4 separate regions of the Mus musculus genome follow, and regions 2, 3 and 4 are each linked to region 1. A link is a contact called in public Hi-C and HiChIP or PLAC-seq data. All regions are on one chromosome and are shown on one strand. Each heading gives the region's core, a stretch centred on a gene start, on an enhancer-like site or on the middle of the called end of the contact. The rest is flanking DNA. Distances are from core to core; before and after follow the strand shown.

The links. A called contact is a pair of places that touch in the nucleus more often than the background predicts. HiChIP or PLAC-seq counts read pairs in DNA pulled down with a chosen protein or histone mark.
Region 2: a contact with region 1 is called in an H3K4me3 HiChIP or PLAC-seq map of neural tube, with 5 times the contacts expected there. The contact joins the promoter of Cgnl1 here to the promoter of Zfp280d in region 1. A contact is called at or near these places in 1 of 39 promoter capture datasets (cranial neural crest), 4 of 115 datasets of contacts at active chromatin or transcription factors (embryonic stem cells, extraembryonic endoderm stem cells and neural tube) and 1 of 9 other capture datasets (embryonic stem cells).
Region 3: a Hi-C map of Th1 cells shows a contact between it and region 1, with 1.7 times the contacts expected there. The contact joins the enhancer-like site here to the promoter of Zfp280d in region 1. A contact is called at or near these places in 2 of 39 promoter capture datasets (embryonic stem cells and hippocampal neurons), 2 of 484 Hi-C or Micro-C datasets (Th1 cells and pre-B cells), 11 of 115 datasets of contacts at active chromatin or transcription factors (the SCID.adh cell line, cardiomyocytes, craniofacial prominence and 8 more) and 3 of 9 other capture datasets (adipose tissue, embryonic stem cells and liver).
Region 4: a contact with region 1 is called in an H3K4me3 HiChIP or PLAC-seq map of bone marrow-derived macrophages, with 5 times the contacts expected there. The contact joins the enhancer-like site here to the promoter of Zfp280d in region 1. A contact is called at or near these places in 6 of 39 promoter capture datasets (the 3T3-L1 cell line, 3T3-L1-derived adipocytes, the C10 cell line and 2 more), 4 of 115 datasets of contacts at active chromatin or transcription factors (the SCID.adh cell line, bone marrow-derived macrophages, embryonic midbrain and 1 more) and 4 of 9 other capture datasets (adipose tissue, embryonic tail, embryonic trunk and 1 more).

The regions. Positions count from the first base shown.
Region 1 is chr9:72,273,308-72,276,334 of GRCm38.p6, reverse strand. Zfp280d (zinc finger protein 280D) reads right to left here and starts at 1,447. Exons shown (of 22, transcript NM_146224.5): 1 at 1,306-1,447.
Region 2 is chr9:71,770,203-71,773,229 of GRCm38.p6, reverse strand. It overlaps Cgnl1 (cingulin-like 1), which reads left to right and starts at 1,628. Exons shown (of 19, transcript NM_026599.5): 1 at 1,628-1,721.
Region 3 is chr9:71,872,824-71,875,850 of GRCm38.p6, reverse strand. The region is part of intron 13 of Tcf12 (transcription factor 12); the gene reads left to right. Among named protein-coding and RNA genes, the nearest start is that of Cgnl1, 100 kb to the right of the region's middle. Within about 2 kb of position 1,425, at least 38 of the 459 cell types and tissues checked have an H3K27ac peak or open chromatin away from gene starts, as enhancers often do. A contact at or near this core is called in the SCID.adh cell line, Th1 cells and adipose tissue, where this site is marked.
Region 4 is chr9:71,973,205-71,976,231 of GRCm38.p6, reverse strand. The region is part of intron 5 of Tcf12 (transcription factor 12); the gene reads left to right. Among named protein-coding and RNA genes, the nearest start is that of Tcf12, 140 kb to the left of the region's middle. Within about 2 kb of position 1,626, at least 40 of the 459 cell types and tissues checked have an H3K27ac peak or open chromatin away from gene starts, as enhancers often do. A contact at or near this core is called in bone marrow-derived macrophages and pre-B cells, where this site is marked.

The DNA.
Region 1 (3,027 bases), core at 198-2,697:
ATGGGACATAAAATACTGAGGTGAGCTGAATGAGGAGTCCTAAAACTTAAGGTTCCGTAATGGCCCCGGTAGCCAAGCGTTCTCATCGTCATTTCTGAGGCTGACCTTCAAAACTGCTCTGCCAACAAAAACGTCTCCGAAAGTAGCCCAAGGTAAACATTGACACCAATGACAGATACAACCACTCAAACTCAAGGATGGCTTTAGTGCAGATGGTGGACCATCAAAAAGCACAAGGTCCTCCAACCCGGTCCCTTCACCCTATCAGTTACATCCAAACAACTTGAGTTGGTACAGTCATCTCTCAAAACAAGATAGCACACAGATGCCAAGGGAAGGGTTTTGTACCTTCAAACTCTTACTTCCATCGTGTGAATTTATGGTTAAGGGCACTAAAAGACGTCCAAGTATTTAGATGATTCAGTCCAAACTTGAAAATAAAGCCAAATGTTTAAGTATGGCGGACTATTTAAAAAAAAAATTTTTTTTCTTCGTGAAGCCAAAAGTCTCCATGCTCGCAGCAGGTTAACGTCCATTTTTTTCCTAGCATATTTCTTTCCTAACGGGTTACAAATGCAGGTTGGTCGTGAAAACACCATCTTCTTGCGCAGGCTAAAACCTCAGCGCGACCACTCGTTTGTGGTTTATTAAGTGAAACCTGCAACGCACAGCTGGAAAATCTGTCAGGCTCGGTTCTCCTCAAAGCCCTCCTCTGGTAGACAATAGCGGGGCTATGGCAGAGTGGGGACATTCCTTTGACAAGAAAGGTGGCTAGATAGGAGCGGTCGTCTAGCACAAGGTAAGGCCTCTGTGGCTGTTATGGCGAACGCCAGTGGGGTTCTGCTCTTGCGTGAAGAGTCGAGTGGGTTGGGTTGTGAGCTCGGGTCTCCGCCACACACACACACACACACACACACACACACACACACACCCGCGGACAAGGTACAAAGGACCGAGGGGAGTCGTCCCCCGAGAGCACAGCCGGGCTGAGAAAGCGATGGGAGGATCTGCGCGGTGGCGAGGCGACGAGGCGAGGCGACGGCTGGGCGGCCCTGTACTGTGGGCCGCCGCGCCGCCGGCCGCCTCGCCTCGTCGCGCCGGGAACCCTCCCGCGCCAGGCCCGGCAAGATGGCGGGCCCGGCCCCATGCGCAGCCGGCCCCTGCCCTGCCCGGCCCGGGCGCTCTCGCCGACGCGCCGCGGCCCGAGACCCCCACCCTGCGCCCCCGGAGTGCGGCGGCGCGGCCGCGCGGGAGGGCCTTCGCGGGCGGGCGGGCGGGCGGCCGCGCGGGGCGGGGGACGCTTACCGTGAGCGGAGCGGCTCGGCCTGACTGGAGCCCTGAGGAGGAGGAGAAAGAGGAGGAGGCGAGGGAGGAGCGCGGGCTGTGTACGCCGAGGCCGCTCCGGCTCCCATCGCGGAGCGGGGCTGCTGGGCGCCGTGAGGGGGGAGGGGGCTGTCGCGAGCCAGGGCGCAGTGCCTCATGGGTAGGCTCCGGGTTGGCCTCGCGCGTCCGCGCTCCCAGTCTTCCCGCCAACGCGGGAGGCGAGCGCGGCCATATGCGCCGTGCTGCGGACCTCGAAGGCCCGGGCCGGCCGGGCCCTAGCAGCCGGCGAGGACACGCGGGGACCGGGCTGAGCTAGGCCGTGGCGCTCATGGCCGCCTCAGGCCTAGAATTTGTAGGCACTCAGCAGTGAGTTCCATCCTTCTCCGTGTGCGAGGGTTAAAGGGCATGGGGAAGGGTGTGAGAGGAAAAGGAGATGAGTTTCCAGGATAGTACCACGTTGTTTTTGGAAAGTACGTTTTTGTTTGGGTATCTTTTTCACTCCTATTGTATGAATAGTAATCCGTAATTGGAGGTGGAAAAAAATGGCCGATGTATTTATAAGAATACTTCATCGTAAGTCGGATCTGTAAGGAAACAGACACCATGTTATGTCCGAAATGTAGATGGACATTTGTGTGTTTGAACGATGTCAGATTTTGTTAAAAAAAAAAAAAAGAAAGGAAGGAAGGAAGAAAGAAAGAGGCAATAAAACGAGGGCTGGAGAGATGTAAAATGAGTAAGAGCCCATGTTGCTTTTCTAGAGTGCCCTAATTTGGTTCGCAGCACCCCATGGTGGCACACAACTACAGTTCAGGGGATCTGATGCCCTCTTCTGGCCTCGGTAGGCACCAGACACTAAAGTGGCACACAGGCATATATACAGACAAAAAAACACAGATACACATAAACTCAAATACTATGAGCTACCTTCTATCAAATAGCCTCAGTGTCTATAGATACCAGGCTCTCGGCGATCAAAGCTTCTTTTATTCCAGTCTTAATTACTAGCTCAATACATTTCATACTTAGAGAATGGGTACAAAAGGTTTAAAGAGACCAGCAGATTTCAGAGGACAAAAGCAGAAAGCTGATACATATATAAAGTGAGTTGCAGATACTAAGGGAAGGGATCTGGGAACCCAATAGGAGGCCAGTGGAGCTAGGGCTGCAGAACAGGACCACAGGGGGCTAGAAGCCAGAGAGGAGCAAGATCCATTAGAAAGACAGAAGGAGGACACTGCAGGTGGGCTAAGCCCAGTATTGTGAATTTAGGATTTGTCTGCCTATCACTTCCTTGAAAGAGACACCAGGTGGTCAGGTGAGAGGTTAGCAATTCAGTCACCATCTCAGTGTTAGGTACCTATATTATTAGTTTTCTAACTGAACTTAGAGAATGAATCCATGTGCATAGAAAGGGGGGTTATTAGAATGACTTATAAGCAACAATGGCTGGCTATGGACAAAAAGTCCAAGAATTCAGTAATTGCTCAATTCAGGTTGGATGTTTCAGTGGGTCTTCAAGATACCCTGGAATTCTAAAGGAGTAGGTAAAGAGGGAGGTGTTGTATCCCTACTTGGTTCTTGATTGTGTCAATAAAAAGGGGGGAAGCCAATTGCTGGACGAAAGAAAAATGGTGGGACTTGCAGGTCCCAGAAGAGAAGGGACACAGGGAGAGAGGAATTTGGACCAGGATTTGGATGGAA
Region 2 (3,027 bases), core at 379-2,878, 500 kb after region 1:
ACACATATACACCCAGGCACACATGTAGACATGAAATAAATACATCTTTAAAAAACATACCTCTTTCCCTGTGGTCCTATTTCTGTTTCTGGAAACACATCTGGTTACCAGTTTTAGACGCTCTCTGGGACCGTCCCTCCCCACACGGATTCCTCTTGTAAGCCTCCTCCTGGTTTGTACGGTTCTGCCAATCCCGGTGTTCAGAGCCATTTAGGTGCAGGTTCCACTGCAGGCATTTTGAGGTGTCTAAGGCATGGTTAACATGTGTCTGCGCCTGTGTTATATGACACCCTTTCTATCGTCCAGCACAGCCTCCCTTACAGTTTGCCTAATTCCAGATATACCCAAAACCCAGATGTCTTTGCACTGGCAAGCAGTCCCGTTGAGAACACTGTTCATGCAGTTTTATCATCTACAAAGCCCAGACTTGAGAACTAAGCAATCAAGTTTCACAAAAACGTGCAATGTTTTAAGTAGGCTTACTACTTTCTTTTTGTTGGGAGGAGGGACAAAGGTTGCATTCATAACTATACTCGGCTGACTAGGCGTGGAGCATGCCTGGTAGACCCACTGTTTCCAAAGGGGTCCAGGGAGAATAGCTTCCTCCTTTGTCTTCTTTTTAAAGATCACTTGAAAATATTTTTTTTTCAAGTTTTGCCTGCATGTATACCTGTGCGCCACATATATGCAGTACCCGAGGAGGCCAGAAGATGGCACTAGATCCTCCTGGCACTGAAGTTAACAAAGGTTTTGGGAGCTGTCTTGATGGTGCTGGGAATTGAACCAGATCTTATAGAACAGAAACAGATCTTAACTTCTGAGCCATTTCTCCAGCTCTGTAAATAAATACAAGCACGTTTCATCACTGTGCAACTTTTCTTCTATTGCTGTTGCAGTTTTCCTACAAAATAATCACTATTACTTTTTGAAATCTTTTCACGTTACTGTTTTGAGTGACTGAATTTTTGAGTGTTGATTTTATTCAACATGTTTGTCAGTAAACATTTACTTATTAAAATACTGTAAGACACATGCCATTTCTGCAGTCCTTTCTTCAGGAATAACAAGCCGTTGAGTGAGTGCCTCGCTCACTTTACAATGGAGGAAACTGAACTTGGAAATGACACCCTGGCCTTCCCAGTTGGCAATGTAATGCCACCTTCCCTGGAAAACTAACTAAACTAGGGCCTGAGAGTTTGTCTCTAATGTCTGTGCTGCTACCAGGAGCCAGGTGACCTCAGAGCTAGGCCCAGCTTTAGCTTATAGACGTCACTTTGTCACTTCGTGCCTTTTGTGATTTGCTTCTAGGTGACAGAACAAGGCTGAGTGGAAGAATGGGGGGAAACTGAGATCTGGGGTGGGATTGCGGAATAGGGAAAGTTTCCTGGAGGAGGGGTTGTAAGGGGGTGCTGAGAGAGAGAAGAGAGTGGCTGCGGGTGGGAACGGGGTGCTGGTATGGGCGCAGGGAGGTCTCAGGGCGCAGATGGGGCAGGGTTTCAGGGATCGCCCGGGACTGTCCGCGAGGGGCCGCAGTCCTCGGTCCGCCGGGTCCTGGGTCGCTGGGAGGGTCCGGACGCAGACCCGCCTGCTCCTCCTCCCGGGAGGGCGGGCGACTGCAGGGCGGGGCGGGGCTGGCGCGGCCTCCTGGCGACGCGGCGGCCGCTGCTCTCCGGCCCGGCTCTGCGGGCAGCTGCCGGAGCGGGACCCTGGAGGCAGAGGCGGTAAGTGAGCTCCGAGCGGGAGCCCGGAGGGTGTGCGCGGGACCCCGGAGCCCAGACGGTGCCCGGGAACTCGACAGGCTCGAGCTCCTGCAGCTTTGCGCAGTGCTCAGCCTCAGCGTCGGTCGTGGGATCCGGGCGCCGCGGCTGCAGTCCCGGGGCTGGAGGTGCGCTCCTGCCTCCTACGCTGAGCCCAGTACTGCAGACGAGTCGGACAGTTGGTGGCGAGCCTGTACAGGGCTCTAGTGACAGCTGCGGGCGAGCCCCACGGAGCACCGCACTCCCAACCCTTCCCTGCAGTGTTTGATCTCAGTGCTCTTTAAGCCATTCCTTAGAACAGGCTGGTGGCCGCTCCGCTGTCCTGGCCCCGCGTGCCACTGCACTGTCCAGGCAGGTCACCCCGAAAGCCCTTAAACCACGAGAGCACTTTTTTCGCTTTCTGAGGGACTTTTCCAAGTTGCATCACCGTTTGGCTTCAAGGTAGGTGCCTGGCTGTGGTGTTGGACTTACAGAGACTTTTTTTTTTTTTTTTAAGAACTTTGTATATTTACTGTGTGCGTGCCCTTTTACCCCAAGAACCCTTCCAACGCCGAGTACCCTGCTCAAAATACTGTAGGAGTTCTTTTAAAGAGGACTTGGCTTGCAGAGTGGGCTACACACCTGGTGAGATTTAAATCAAAACCAATGAAAAGATTCTCACCTTCCTCGCGCCCCCCACCCCCACCCTGGGTACATCTCTACTCCAGGGGTCTGGGGGTAGTCGGCGGTGGGAACTTTTAAAAAGCGACCCCGGGTGGTTCTGGGTGCAGCCAAGTTTGGAAGAGCAGAGCGCTCAGGCTCCTGACCCACCTCTCCACCAGGGGAGCCTGTGGACGCAGCCTGCTAACCTTAGACCGCAGGTGGTGCCATTTAAAAAATAAAAGTTCTCTTTGTTCCTAATTCTATTTACAGTAAATATTTCCGGGGGCACTTTCTATTTAGGAGGTTGGAGTGTGGGCATTAAATTCTGAAGTCATTGCCAGAGTCAAGGTTATATAGTCCTGTCAGGGAAAACCAAGTGATTCGGAAAAGTGTCTCAGATGAAGAGAACACTTAGGATTTGGTGAGCTTTTGTAGACCTCCTCCTTACACAGGCACGTGTGTACAGACACAAAAGCACTTGTGTTACATAAACGTGGGGATTTTCCTGGGAGTGGAGAGACCCTGAAGGGTTTCATTTGTGAGTTAGTTATTTTTGATGTGTGCTCGCGTCCTCAGGAGCAGCCATGTGTATGTTCCTTGATAGAATAAATAACACCTGAGTTAGGGG
Region 3 (3,027 bases), core at 176-2,675, 400 kb after region 1:
TGTGTATCTTCCTAGGTTTTTAAATAATGTGATGGTTTCCAATAACAATTGTAGCTGGATGGTGGTGACACATGCCTTTAATCCCAGGCAGAGGCAGACAGATCTCTTGAGTTCGAGGCTAATCCTGGTTCCAAGACAGCCAGGTCTACACTGATAAACCCTGACTAAAAACAAACAAAAGCCTTTGACTACTAGGCTTTTCACCTTTTTTATATGAAAACTTACCAGGGGATGATAATGCTGGGTGAGCAGCATTGGCGGGGCTGCTTAAGTGGTTCACTTTGTTTTCCTTTCTCCTGATTTTTGTTTTGTTTTGTTTTGTTTGAGACAGGGTTTCTCTGTGTGACTCTGGCTGTCCTGGAACTCAATTTGTAGGCCAGGCTGGCCTCGAACTCAGAAATCTGCCTGCCTCTGCCTCCCAAGTGCTAAGATTAAAGGCGTGCACCACCACCACCCGGCCCTTTCTCCTGATTCTTAACATTAATTTTGATAAGTTCTAGAACTATCCTATGGGATGAATTTTTTGAGATACTATAATTATAAGTGATAATATTTATTAGGATTAAGTAAAATAATGTGAAAATATCTTTCAAACAATAATCTTAAAACGTTACCCATATTTTTCTAAGCAACTTTGGAGGGGTTGGACTTGCTGGAGAAAAATGTTTTGAAAAAGAGGTGTTACTGGACAAGTGAACTGGCTCACTACATCCCTGCCTCACCAGTCAGCCTCAGCAGCAGCTCTGCGTTCCCAGTCTGGCCTCAGTTACATCCAGCCTTATGCTGGGCTTCTTAAAGTCACAGCTTTTGCTGTCACCTGTGCTTTGTGTCAGCCACATTCCAGGGTGGACATGTTGAGCTGCAGCAGCTGCTTCAGGCTAGTAGCAGTCTGTGCCACTTTTTCAGACATCATGGCTTCAGCTGTCTAGTAAATGCTAAGCAGCTGTTGCCCACATAGGCAAGATGATGAAAGACCCATTGACTTAGAGTTGTGTAACGGGGCTGAAGTTACAGAGAGAATGATGGAACTTAGCCCTGCTCACTATCTTGGCACTGTTTTACCAAAATTCTCAGCATAATTTTTGCCACAGCCCGTTTTTACACTTTGTTATATGACTTGTCTGCCTTTACTGTACTTACTAATCATGGGAGAGGAGCTGGGAGCTCAGCCTCTAAGAAGGCATGGGTGAAACTGAGAATGGTTACGTCAAGTCTGAGGCCTCCTCCATTGGTGAGGCTTAGCTGATGATACTCTTTCCTGTAACTCAGGTAACTAATCAAAATGTAGACTGCTGATTGTATGGTGGTGAGCCTCCTTTGAATTCAGCAGTCCTAGAGAACCTTTTGCACGTGATGCTGTTGAAACACCAAATTAGAGTATTTATAAAGGCACATCTCCTGCTTCTCTGTCTAGTGTGCTTGTCTCTACTTCCGTTGTTTACGAGAACACCCACACCATGAAAGAACAGAGACAGGGTGAGAGGAAAAGCTCTAGATTATAAACATTCAAAGTCAAAAGAAAAGGAAACAGCAAACCAGCACTCCTGCTGTGGAGATTGCTTTGTATCTTATATGGCCTTGATCTGTTATCTGGAATGAGTAGGTTATCCCCAGTTAGCCCTGTTTCCTGTGTTCAACCAACAGTCAGATTCACCACAGGATCTGTGAGCATAGACCCACAGGCAACAGATTCCCACAGGCAGCTTCATGGTTGTCATTCTTGAATAAATACACCTTATCTTCCTCCAGAGCTTTCCAAACAAGAAGCATGCATTTTTATGTATTTTTATGAGGGAGCCTCTGAGACACTGTACTAATGACTGGGCTGGAAGTCGTGATATAGACCAAAATGACCTTCACCTCTGCCTGCCTCTGCCTCCCAGGTGCTGGGCTTAAAGGCCTGTGAGCATTTGTTCTTAAGTCAAGAAGCCCATAGCAGGATCGCTAGAAATCTGCATATCAGAGTTCCTGCTTTGTCTTCTAGCAGATCCTTCTGACAGCTTTGAGACACCACAAACAGTATCCAGTAGACGAAAAGACCTTTTTTTTTTAACCCTGTCTTTTAAGAAATCTTTTCCAGAAACCTCTCCTATAGACTTAACCTCATGTTTCATTGGCCATCACGGGGCCTGCCTCAGTTGCCTGCATCTGCAATAGAACTGACATGTTTATCTTAGGTGTTAGGATTTATTCAGAGTTAGGATAGAATTATTCTGTGCCATTCAGACAGAACAGGCCTACCCTTCAGCCCTTGAACAGACTTAGTACTTTGGCAACAAGGTGAAAGGGAAATGGCTATGCCTGCTACAGTTCGGAAGTGGCACAACATTTATGTTAGGCGAATATGTTCGGTATGGGAGCTTGGGAGGCAGGCAAGCAGAACATTCCTTGACTTTCTTTACCTTCATATGGAATTTAGGTGGGGAATGTCTGTAATGTTAGAACCTTGTACCAGTCCTCAGAACCTCATACTAAAAGTTGAGTCTAAGTTTATGTTAGTTTAATCAAAACATTATGTTGTGTACATCGTCTATGAGCATGCCCAGTGTAAAATACTCGCCTTACTTGAGCAAGTTTCCAGTCGAGATGAGAAAATACAATGAAAATAAAGCCACAGAATTGACACTGAGTTGTGGTCAAGTTAGGGCACAGGCTTCATGAAATGAAATTTAATAAGAGGAAAGTGGTTTTTGTGAGTATAAAGGGAAGAGCACAGTACAGATCTGCATAGGAGAAAGTGCCTGCCCTCCTCTTCTAGTCATTTACCGAGAGGGTGACTGGCTGTGTTGTGGTAAACTGTAACATTAGGATTCCAGTAGGGTAAGATGGAGGCCCATGAAGGCTTGAGTTTAGGGTGAGGTTACAAAGAGAAACTATTGGGGGCCTGAAGTAAGAGAAATAACTGGAGCCACAAGTTGTGCACTCAGGAGGCAGAAGACAGGTGGATCTCTATGAGTTTGAAGCCAGCCTGGTCTACATAGCAAGTTCCAGGCCACCCACAGGTACATAGTAAGACATTGTCTTAGA
Region 4 (3,027 bases), core at 377-2,876, 300 kb after region 1:
TTGCTACACGGCTGTGTTGCACCTGCGCCCCACCGAGGTGATTGATTGGTTTGGTCATGTGGAATGTTCCCATCTGGTCTGCAGTAATGTGGTTTTTTTTTTTTTTTTTTCAACTGCGAATAGCAAGTACTGGCTGGATAGTTACAGCAAACTGTTTCAGGAGCTAAATAATCCTTTCCTCTGAGCACAAGTCACCATGTAAAGGGGTTTTGGTTTTTTTTTTGTTTTTTTGTTTTTTTGGTTTTTTTTTTTTGGCTAACCCTGTTTTATGAATAGTAATTCTCCATCAGGTTCTTGCCCCTCTCTCTAGGATATTATATGCCTCTTTCTTAACAGATTTTGTCTCCACCTCACACTAGATTAAGATACACTTTATTTCTGAATTGTGTGAGCTTAAAACAGATTCAATTCTCCTTTGCTGCTTGTTTTCCTGACAATTAAATTCTAGGTGGCTTTCAGGTTTTTTTCTAGAGATGGTTTCTGTGATCGTAATTGGATTATCAGAGTACTGATGTATTTTTAAGCCTTCATTTAACCTCACAAAAGTAGTCCTTTATTTATCGAAAACTACTGATGTTGCAGTTTAAATGTCAAGAAATTATTTATTAGGTCCTTTTAAAAAAAGATTCTATAGTTACGTTGGGCGGTCTTGTTTGATATTTCTTAATCTTAGTCCTTTTTCATAATTGATCTATTCATTCTACCTAATGACTAATTACATATCAGAGCACATCATCAGCCACATTCATCATAGTAGAATGTAATAATCAATGACATTTCAACAAAGGAAAAAATAAATATGCAAATAAGGCCTCATTAACATTTGCATGAGTTGTTTGAATAATCACGTTGCTGACAAGGCTGTAATTAACAGAAATTGATGCTGAGTTCAGTATTTGATAGTGTGTTTTCTCAGCATTTTATTGTTGTCACTGCGGGGGCTGAAATGAAGTTCTGCTCTACTTATACCTTGACTAGAGTTGATGTGCCGAGTACCAAAGGCTTGTGGGAGCCCTTGATTTTCTGTGACCTGCTCTTAAATGCATATGAAGATACTTTACTTAAATTGCGTTGGTTTCTTTTTCCTTAATAAAGCTCAGTTGCATTTTAACAATTATAAAATGACTGTAGAAAGAAAACAAATATAAGGATTTAGAGTTTTGTTATTTTGCCAGAACTGATTTATCTGAATCACTAGAATTTCAAGGTTTAGTTTTGCTCATACCATGGAAAATTGCTGTCATTAATTTTTTTCCCTCTTAAGTCTGCCCCAGTAGATCACTCTGGAGAGGTTGGTGTGCTTACTGTAATTGAAAATCACTTGCTTAGGCCAACAGCAACAATGACAAAAGCCTAATTATAAAATGCACAGTTTGAGGGTGTGTGTGTGTGTGTGTGGTGATTTTTTTAAATAACACTGCTCCCCACATTCCTCCTCCTTTTCCTGTACTGTTTCCTGTTTTTGTCATGGATATTAACTGAAATGTGCTAAACACAATAAAGCTGTTTATGTCAGTTTTTTGGATGACTGCAAGTGCTGATTATAACAAGTTTAAGGAATTTCCTTTGTTGAATGTGTACCCGTGCCATATGGCTCAACACGGAACATTAACTTGACAGGGATAATGGATTGTGCTGTATGGAGACAATTTTGCCTGCAGCTTTCCTATAACTCATTCTGGTTGGGGATCACAGGTTTCTAGTATGGGATGGAGCAAACATCCAGATGGATTTACTTTACATAAAAGAGTTGCATTTCTTTTTATTTCCTCTCTGTAATTGGAAAAAGGAGATTTTTCTTTAAAGAAGCAAAATATTAAAAAGAAATGGAAGATTTAAAAAATCTAAGAAAAGCCTGGATTTTTGTGTAATCTTTTTGTAAAATGCTTTGAAAGATGATTATTTCTGTGTATTTAGTGCATGCATTTTTAAGTCGGGTTTACATAAGCTTATGACACTATCTTTTGAGTCTAAAGTGGATCTTCTTCCCTTTTATATTTATTGGATTGCTTCAGGACTGGGAACAGGAAAATCAGTGCCTTTTCTGATGTTCTTTAGTTATGATCTTCCGAAGATCATGTGCATTTGTAAGTCTTTAAAAAGTCTCTGCTTTTGGCAATGATATTTTATAAATCATAACAAAGTTTATTGGTTTTGTTAACAGTAATGAAGCAGAATTGCTGACTGCTGGTTCCTTGGTTCATTCTGTATCTCTATGAAAGTCATTCTAATTGATTGAATGAGAATAAGAAAACCAAAAGCAACTCCAGAAACAAAATGTAACCAAGTATTAATTACTAGGCTGCTAAGAGTGCTGAGAGCTAACATGGAGTTTAGGTCAGAGGGAAAGAAATGTGGAACATAATCTTCATGATATGATCTGCTAAGAAACTAAACTTAGGTGATATGTGGAACTGACATTATCCATTGACTATAGGCAGTTCTACACTGTCTATTTAAATTAAATCTTGATGCTATGTACCTCTGTGTGTTGCTATGTAAATATGTGAGTGTATGCTTTCTTTTTCAATGTTGTAGGTTGAACATAGGCTTTTGTGTGCTTTAAGCAAGTTACCTTTTCTATTAGTGAGCCCAACCTTGGTTTTTGGAGACAGAATCTTATGCCTATTAATCTTTATGCTTCAGCTTCCTAAGTGCTGGGATTTCAGATGTATGCCTACACACGCTGCTAATTTTTATATTAGAACCTCTTGTACAAAGTTAATCTTCTTCCATAGTGTTACTAAACTGTAAGCTCCCAAGTCACTATTGTGTTTAAATGTTCAATTTAAGTTCCTGGGACGTTCATGGTTTCCAGTATAGTACCTCACTATATATAAGAATGAAATAGAGAATTGGCCCTCAAAGAAACAGAAACATTTTCAGACGTGATTTGCACATTTATGTCTTTCATTTTCTAGTCCTTTCAGTAATACAAGCCCTAGCTTGTTCTCATCAACAAATGGTCTTCATACTTTTTTAAAGTTATTTTTAAATGTGTATGTGCACACATGTGCCCGTATGCCA